Linked DNA regions of Mus musculus: region 2 is linked to region 1. The links are chromatin contacts, called in public Hi-C maps. All regions are on one chromosome and are shown on one strand. The core of a region is the stretch at or near the end of the contact, and the rest is flanking DNA. Distances in the headings are between cores, read along the strand shown.

Region 1 (2,815 bases), core at 26-2,525:
AGAGATGCTACCTCATGCTCCCCGGTACCTCCCTCCCTGTCTCATTCTCCTCCCCCACCCCCATCCCCATCCCCTGTTCCTTCACAGCAGAACCACCATTTCTTGAAGAACCCTGAATTTCCCAGACCCTCTGCTCCTGGTGTGGCGTCCTCCCTCCCCGCCCTCCTGCAACATGTGTCTCCTCTGGAGGAGCAAGATAGACCCTCCACCAAATTCCTGCCAGCCCCTGAGCTCTTCAGAGGCTCTTCAGAGTAAAGATGTTGCTTTCCAAGGTTTTCTCTGATACTGTGGGATGCATTCTCTTCCATGTAACAAGATCATGGAGTGAGACTCTAGCCCCAGAGTGAACATGCGGCAGGCTGAAGGAGATTCCGTGGGGATCTGCAACAGGAGTTGCAAAGCAGCCAACCGACAAGTCCCATGTTGGTGCTTGGATAGGGGAAGCTGGGAATGTGGAGTCTGGGGTGGAGGGGTGTGGGGGATGTGACAGGCAGCACTTTGAACTGAGAGAGTTTTCCTCTGAGAACAAATAGCCTAGACTCTCCTGACTGGCTCGCCATCCTGTATGGCAAAGAGCCCACAGGGCCCAGAACATCACAGCCCCGCAGTGGGCGCCCTTGTTTCAGTGAGGTGTTTCAGTATACTCTGAGCTAAAGTGGCTGGTTCCTGGAGCTGTTCTCTCTACTTTCCTTACCTGTCAGGCCATGCCAGGCATCTACCTGTGGGGAAGCCCCGCTGCCTTGCAGCGGTGTGTTCTCAGCAGTCAGGCACTACACCACAATGCCGAGCTGTCTAGAAGAGCCTACTCCTCATGGCAGCTGTGTGCCCTGGTGCCTGCTACCTCTGGAACTGCACCTTCTGGCCTGCCTCCCTCTTGCCGATCTCCCTCGCCCAACAGGTCATCCTCAGGATCCCTACAGCCCTATCAACAAGGATGGGTTGGTGGGAGGGAGGCAGGATATTCTCTGAAGAGAGAATGGAGTTAGATTTATGCCAAACGGTCCGGTGTTGGGGTGTGAGTAAAGCGTCCTTTATATGATATAGACCTGTGCAGGGACCATTTACCTTCATGGTTCCCGTCAGTCTGTTCTGCAAGGCAGAAACAGAGAAAAGGCAAGAAGGAGACCTGCCTCGACGCAGTGGGAAGCTCTGCATTAGCCTGGTCCTTGGCAGGCTGTGAGCTGATCAAAGGGCACGGTTGTAAACAGCAGGGGAGGGCATCTCTTCCCAGGTCGGGAATCCTGCAGACCTCCGAGCAGCCAGCAGGGCCTTCCTGCCCTCTAGTGGCCGAGCCTGGAAGTACATTCACCTCACAAGCCGCTGAGCTGCTGGTATCTTTCAGAAGTGTCAACAAACCTTCAAGGTCTGCCATTATCTTTCCCTGTGCTGATAGAGATCTTAAGAGTTAGAGGTATATACTTGCCTTCGTAGTGGTGGATCAGGCTGTGGGAAACAGGACTGGGAAGATTCGGGTTCTTAAGTGGGGAATGTTTTTATTGTGGCAGAATCTAGGAAGGCTCTTGGAGAGGCCACTGCTCCTGTGTCCCCACCTCCATCAGAAGCTCAAGGTCCCCCTTCTTTCCAGGGCCCACCACCCTTTTCTTCTAGGGTAAAGGACTGCAAGCTTTGAGGTCAGGGGACAAATAATAAATGCTCTAAACCTGTGAGCCCTGTGTTGGAACTACCCACCTCTGTCCACCGGTGTAGCAGGAATTAGTCAAGGACAAAGCCTAACGGCATGGCTGTGTGCCAATAAAACTTTATTAACTGACGTTGAAATTGGAGCCTCGTATTATTTCAGTCATTACAAAAAAAATTATCTCTTATACCTTTTTTTTTTTTTTTTTGGTTTTTCGAGACAGGGTTTCTCTGTATAACCCTGGCTGTCCTGGAACTCACTTTGTAGACCAGGCTGGCCTTGAACTCAGAAATCCGCCTGCCTCTGCCTCCTGAGTGCTGGGATTAAAGGCGTGCACCACCATGCCCGGCTTCTTATATCTTTTTCAAGCATTTTTTTTTAAATGAAAAACTTTGTCCAGAGCCGTGAGTTCTGTTAAGTATCTGATAAAGCTGTTGCATCCTGTGTCACTCCAGGGACCCCTGAACCAAACAGAGATGGAAGTGAGAGCCCAAGGTTTTTGGAGCGGCTGAGCACTTAGAACCCAAAGAAAAAGTGTAACTGCTCTTAGCTTGCAGGCGAACAAAAACCTGGAAGCTGGGTGAAACCCCCAAACTTTGCTCTAAGATGTGGGAGTCTCCACCAAATTCATTCATGTTCAGCTCCTGTCTGACTGCTCCTTTTCAGTCCCTTTTCGTTGTTCTGTTTCTTCGTGGTCCTGCCCACCACTCTGTCTTCTCTTCGTGGGACCTAATTCATTTCTAGTTTCCACTCTTGGGAGCCTCAGGCCACACCTCAGCCGTAGAGCCTGTGCCCAACTACTCCGAAAACCTTGGGCTCTCACCTCCATCTCTGTTTGGTTTAGGGGTCTCTGGAGCGACACAGGATGCTAGAGAAAGCAACAGTTTTATCACCTCTCTGGTTTGGATCTTAACCCTGCTTCACCACCAGTCTGAGCAGGGTCTGTATCATTTCCCTCTGGGGAACTCTGGGTGTGATAAATATGCAGCCCCCTGGCCAAGTCTACACTCAGAAGCATGCTACTTGACGGTGTGTGTGGGGGGGGAGTTATGGGGTGCTGAAGGGGTAGAGCCTTTTGCACTGGGATTTACCAACCTGGATCTCAGAAGAGAAGGAGGCTTGGGAGTCAAATAGTCCTATGACACCAGAAATGGTCCCATAGCTAAGGAGAAAGGA
Region 2 (2,700 bases), core at 24-2,523, 350 kb before region 1:
TGATAACAGACTCCTAAGGATAAAAACGATGGCCCCAGTCTTCATGACTCAGTATTTTACTAGCAGGCATTCCAGATGAATGTTCTATTGTACCACAACAGAGCCTCCAGCTTGGAATAGCCCTGAGCATTGAGAGATTATAATGTACAGTTGTCAGCAAAACAGACACATGCACAGATGTGCACAGAAGCGGGGTCCATAGTCTTAGGTAAGGCCACAGGCAGGAAGACTTTTTACAGTATTGTCGCTTGACTCTCTAAGCTTGCTTGCTTAAGCCTGCCAGGGGCGTCTTCCAGGGCACAATTCTGGTCGCTTCCTAATGAACTTAAACCCACAGGCTTTAGAAGGAAAAAAGGAAAAGACCTGAGAAGCTGAAGTGAATTTCCATGTTACCCAGGTGTATAAGCTAACTCTTTCCCTCCCTCCCAAACTGTGGGAGAGTTTCAAAGTCCCGTACTAAATCTGATCAGATACAAAACCAGTCTTACAAAAGGGGTGAGGCAAGGTTGGGCTAGGATGTTAATTCGAATATCTTGAATAATTTACTGTGAATATTCCTAAACCACCTCTATTAGAAAGATAACTTTGGCTGGGCCTGGTGGCGCATACCTTTGATCCCAGAACTCAGGAGACAGAGGCAGGTGGATCTCTGTGAATTCAAGGCCAGCCTGGTCCACAGATCGAGTTCCAGGATAACCAGCGCTGTTACACCAAGAAACCGTCTTGAAAAAAACAGACAACTCTGGGCTGGAGCCACGTGACTCCCCCCTTGTCCATTTCAGGTAGGTCCCTTTGAACACTGCACCTGAAAGCCCCATTCCCAGGTTTAACTACCTTCACTGTATAGACTTTCAAAGAAATGGAAAGCAAGGTATGGTGACAGCAGCCTCAAAGAGGCAGGACTGCTGGCAAATTCAAGGCTAGCCTGGGCTAAACGGGCTAACTCTAAGACCTGTCTCCTGAAAAGAAAAAGCTTTAGTGGAGTGTGGCAGCACGCGTTCTGCACCTGCATGAAGCTCGGTTTTGATCCCCATCACCACATAAACTGGGAGTTTGCACAGCCCTTCTCCCAGCACTCACGAAGATCACAAGTTCCAGGTCAGCTTCAGCTATACACCCATGTGAGACCAGCCCAGGTTAGAGACTTAGTCCAACACACCCTTCCAAAGGAGCAAGTGAGTACGCTATGGCAGAGGCAGCTCGTCCTGTTCTAAGTGAATCAGGACCTGCCTAGTGTGAGGCGGACTGGTGCTGCCTGACTCTGGTCTGCTCTATTTACCCCCGCAGCACAGAAGAGCTCATTGTTCGCATCAATGAAGGTTGCTATGAAGCAGCTATGATGCTAAAGATGGGTTCTTAGCGACAGAACAGAGTAGCAAGCAGACAGATTTGGTAATCTTTGAAACCATACTACTTGAGTCTCTGAGATATCTTATTCTTTATGAGATAACAACTATTCTGTATTGATGTTAAAATTACTTCATCAGAGAACAGGATTAACAAGGAAGAATATTAACTACATTTAGACTAACAAAGATCCTTGGAAGGCTAGAACCTCTAGGTGCACTACTATAACCTCCCTGAATGCCTAGCACTGTGGCCTCTTCAAAGCTTATAATAAGAAAACCCTATGTGACTGTTTTCATTAACATCAGCTTTTGGCTCAAATCATTTATTTCTAGTTTGGACAACGGAAGGACTCCAAACTGCCTGACCTTTCCAGATCCAAATGACCACAGAGAAAGATCTAAAATCCACACGTATTTTCTACTGTACAAACACAAAGATGGCTGCTGAGTTCCAGAAGCAGGCAGTGTTTACAAACAAGCATGTATACTTGTGGTTTAATAAACATCCAATTTTATTTACAAAGCATTAAAGCTTTAGCAAGAAGTACCCAAGGCTAAGTCTCATCTTGTACAAAACTACAGAACATTTTAAGAAACAAAACGGAGAGGCAGGGAGGACGACAGCAAGGAAAAAGAATATACATATATTACACAAATCAAAAACCTAAGCTGAGAGTGGACGGAAGGTTCTAGAAGCCGACAAAAAGATTCCCAAAGCATAAATAATTATTAGGAGCTGCTGCCAGAGACAATCTGGCAGGGTTTGAGCTGATTTACTCAGTAGCTCATTAATGGAAATGGGACACAGCATTAGCATCCAGATGGAGGGAAATCAAGCCACTTCACACAGGGAAGGCAGAAACCCCTGCATCAGCTTGCACACCACTGCAGTGTGCTGTACAGAGACATGACATGGAGGTAATGTCTACAAATAAAAACATCCCGTGAGCCACTTACCAATCACAACCATTGGTCTCACTCACACTTGGAAGCAGCACAGGAGCAACAGAACTAGAAACTTCCAGCGTGTCCCTGTCACATCTACCACAGTACAATGTAATCAACGGGTTTGGCTGTCTGAAGGAGCCTCCACCAACTGATAAGAGATTTCACAATTAGCATAGTATTTAAACCTCCTTTCAGTGCTGACAGAGTATGGCCCAGGGCAAGCCAAAGCTATTGCCAGAGGCGTCACTAACCCTTCGCACACTTGGCTTCCTGACTTTGGATTTTCAGAAAATTTCAAACACTTATTGTACAAATCCATTCAATTTGCTATTTTTATTAAAAGAACAGCAAATGCAGAGAGAGCCAAGGTGAGAAAGAGAAGGGTAAAAGCTAAGCAACCTTT

The links. A called contact is a pair of places that touch in the nucleus more often than the background predicts.
Region 2: a contact with region 1 is called in a Hi-C map of embryonic stem cells, with 1.9 times the contacts expected there. The contact joins the promoter of Tmem81 here to the enhancer-like site in region 1. A contact is called at or near these places in 2 of 39 promoter capture datasets (the C10 cell line and pre-B cells), 19 of 484 Hi-C or Micro-C datasets (the Ba/F3 cell line, the F1.1 cell line, the G1E-ER4 cell line and 5 more) and 2 of 9 other capture datasets (embryonic stem cells and liver).

The regions. Positions count from the first base shown.
Region 1 is chr1:132,156,016-132,158,830 of GRCm38.p6, reverse strand. No RefSeq gene overlaps it. Among named protein-coding and RNA genes, the nearest start is that of Gm30242, 6.8 kb to the right of the region's middle. Within about 2 kb of position 1,275, at least 19 of the 459 cell types and tissues checked have an H3K27ac peak or open chromatin away from gene starts, as enhancers often do. A contact at or near this core is called in embryonic stem cells, where this site is marked.
Region 2 is chr1:132,504,803-132,507,502 of GRCm38.p6, reverse strand. Tmem81 (transmembrane protein 81) reads right to left here and starts at 1,273. Exons shown (of 2, transcript NM_029025.3): 1 at 1,007-1,273; 2 at 1-338. The coding sequence starts at 45. It overlaps Rbbp5 (retinoblastoma binding protein 5, histone lysine methyltransferase complex subunit), which reads right to left. Exons shown (of 14, transcript NM_172517.2): 14 at 1,838-2,700.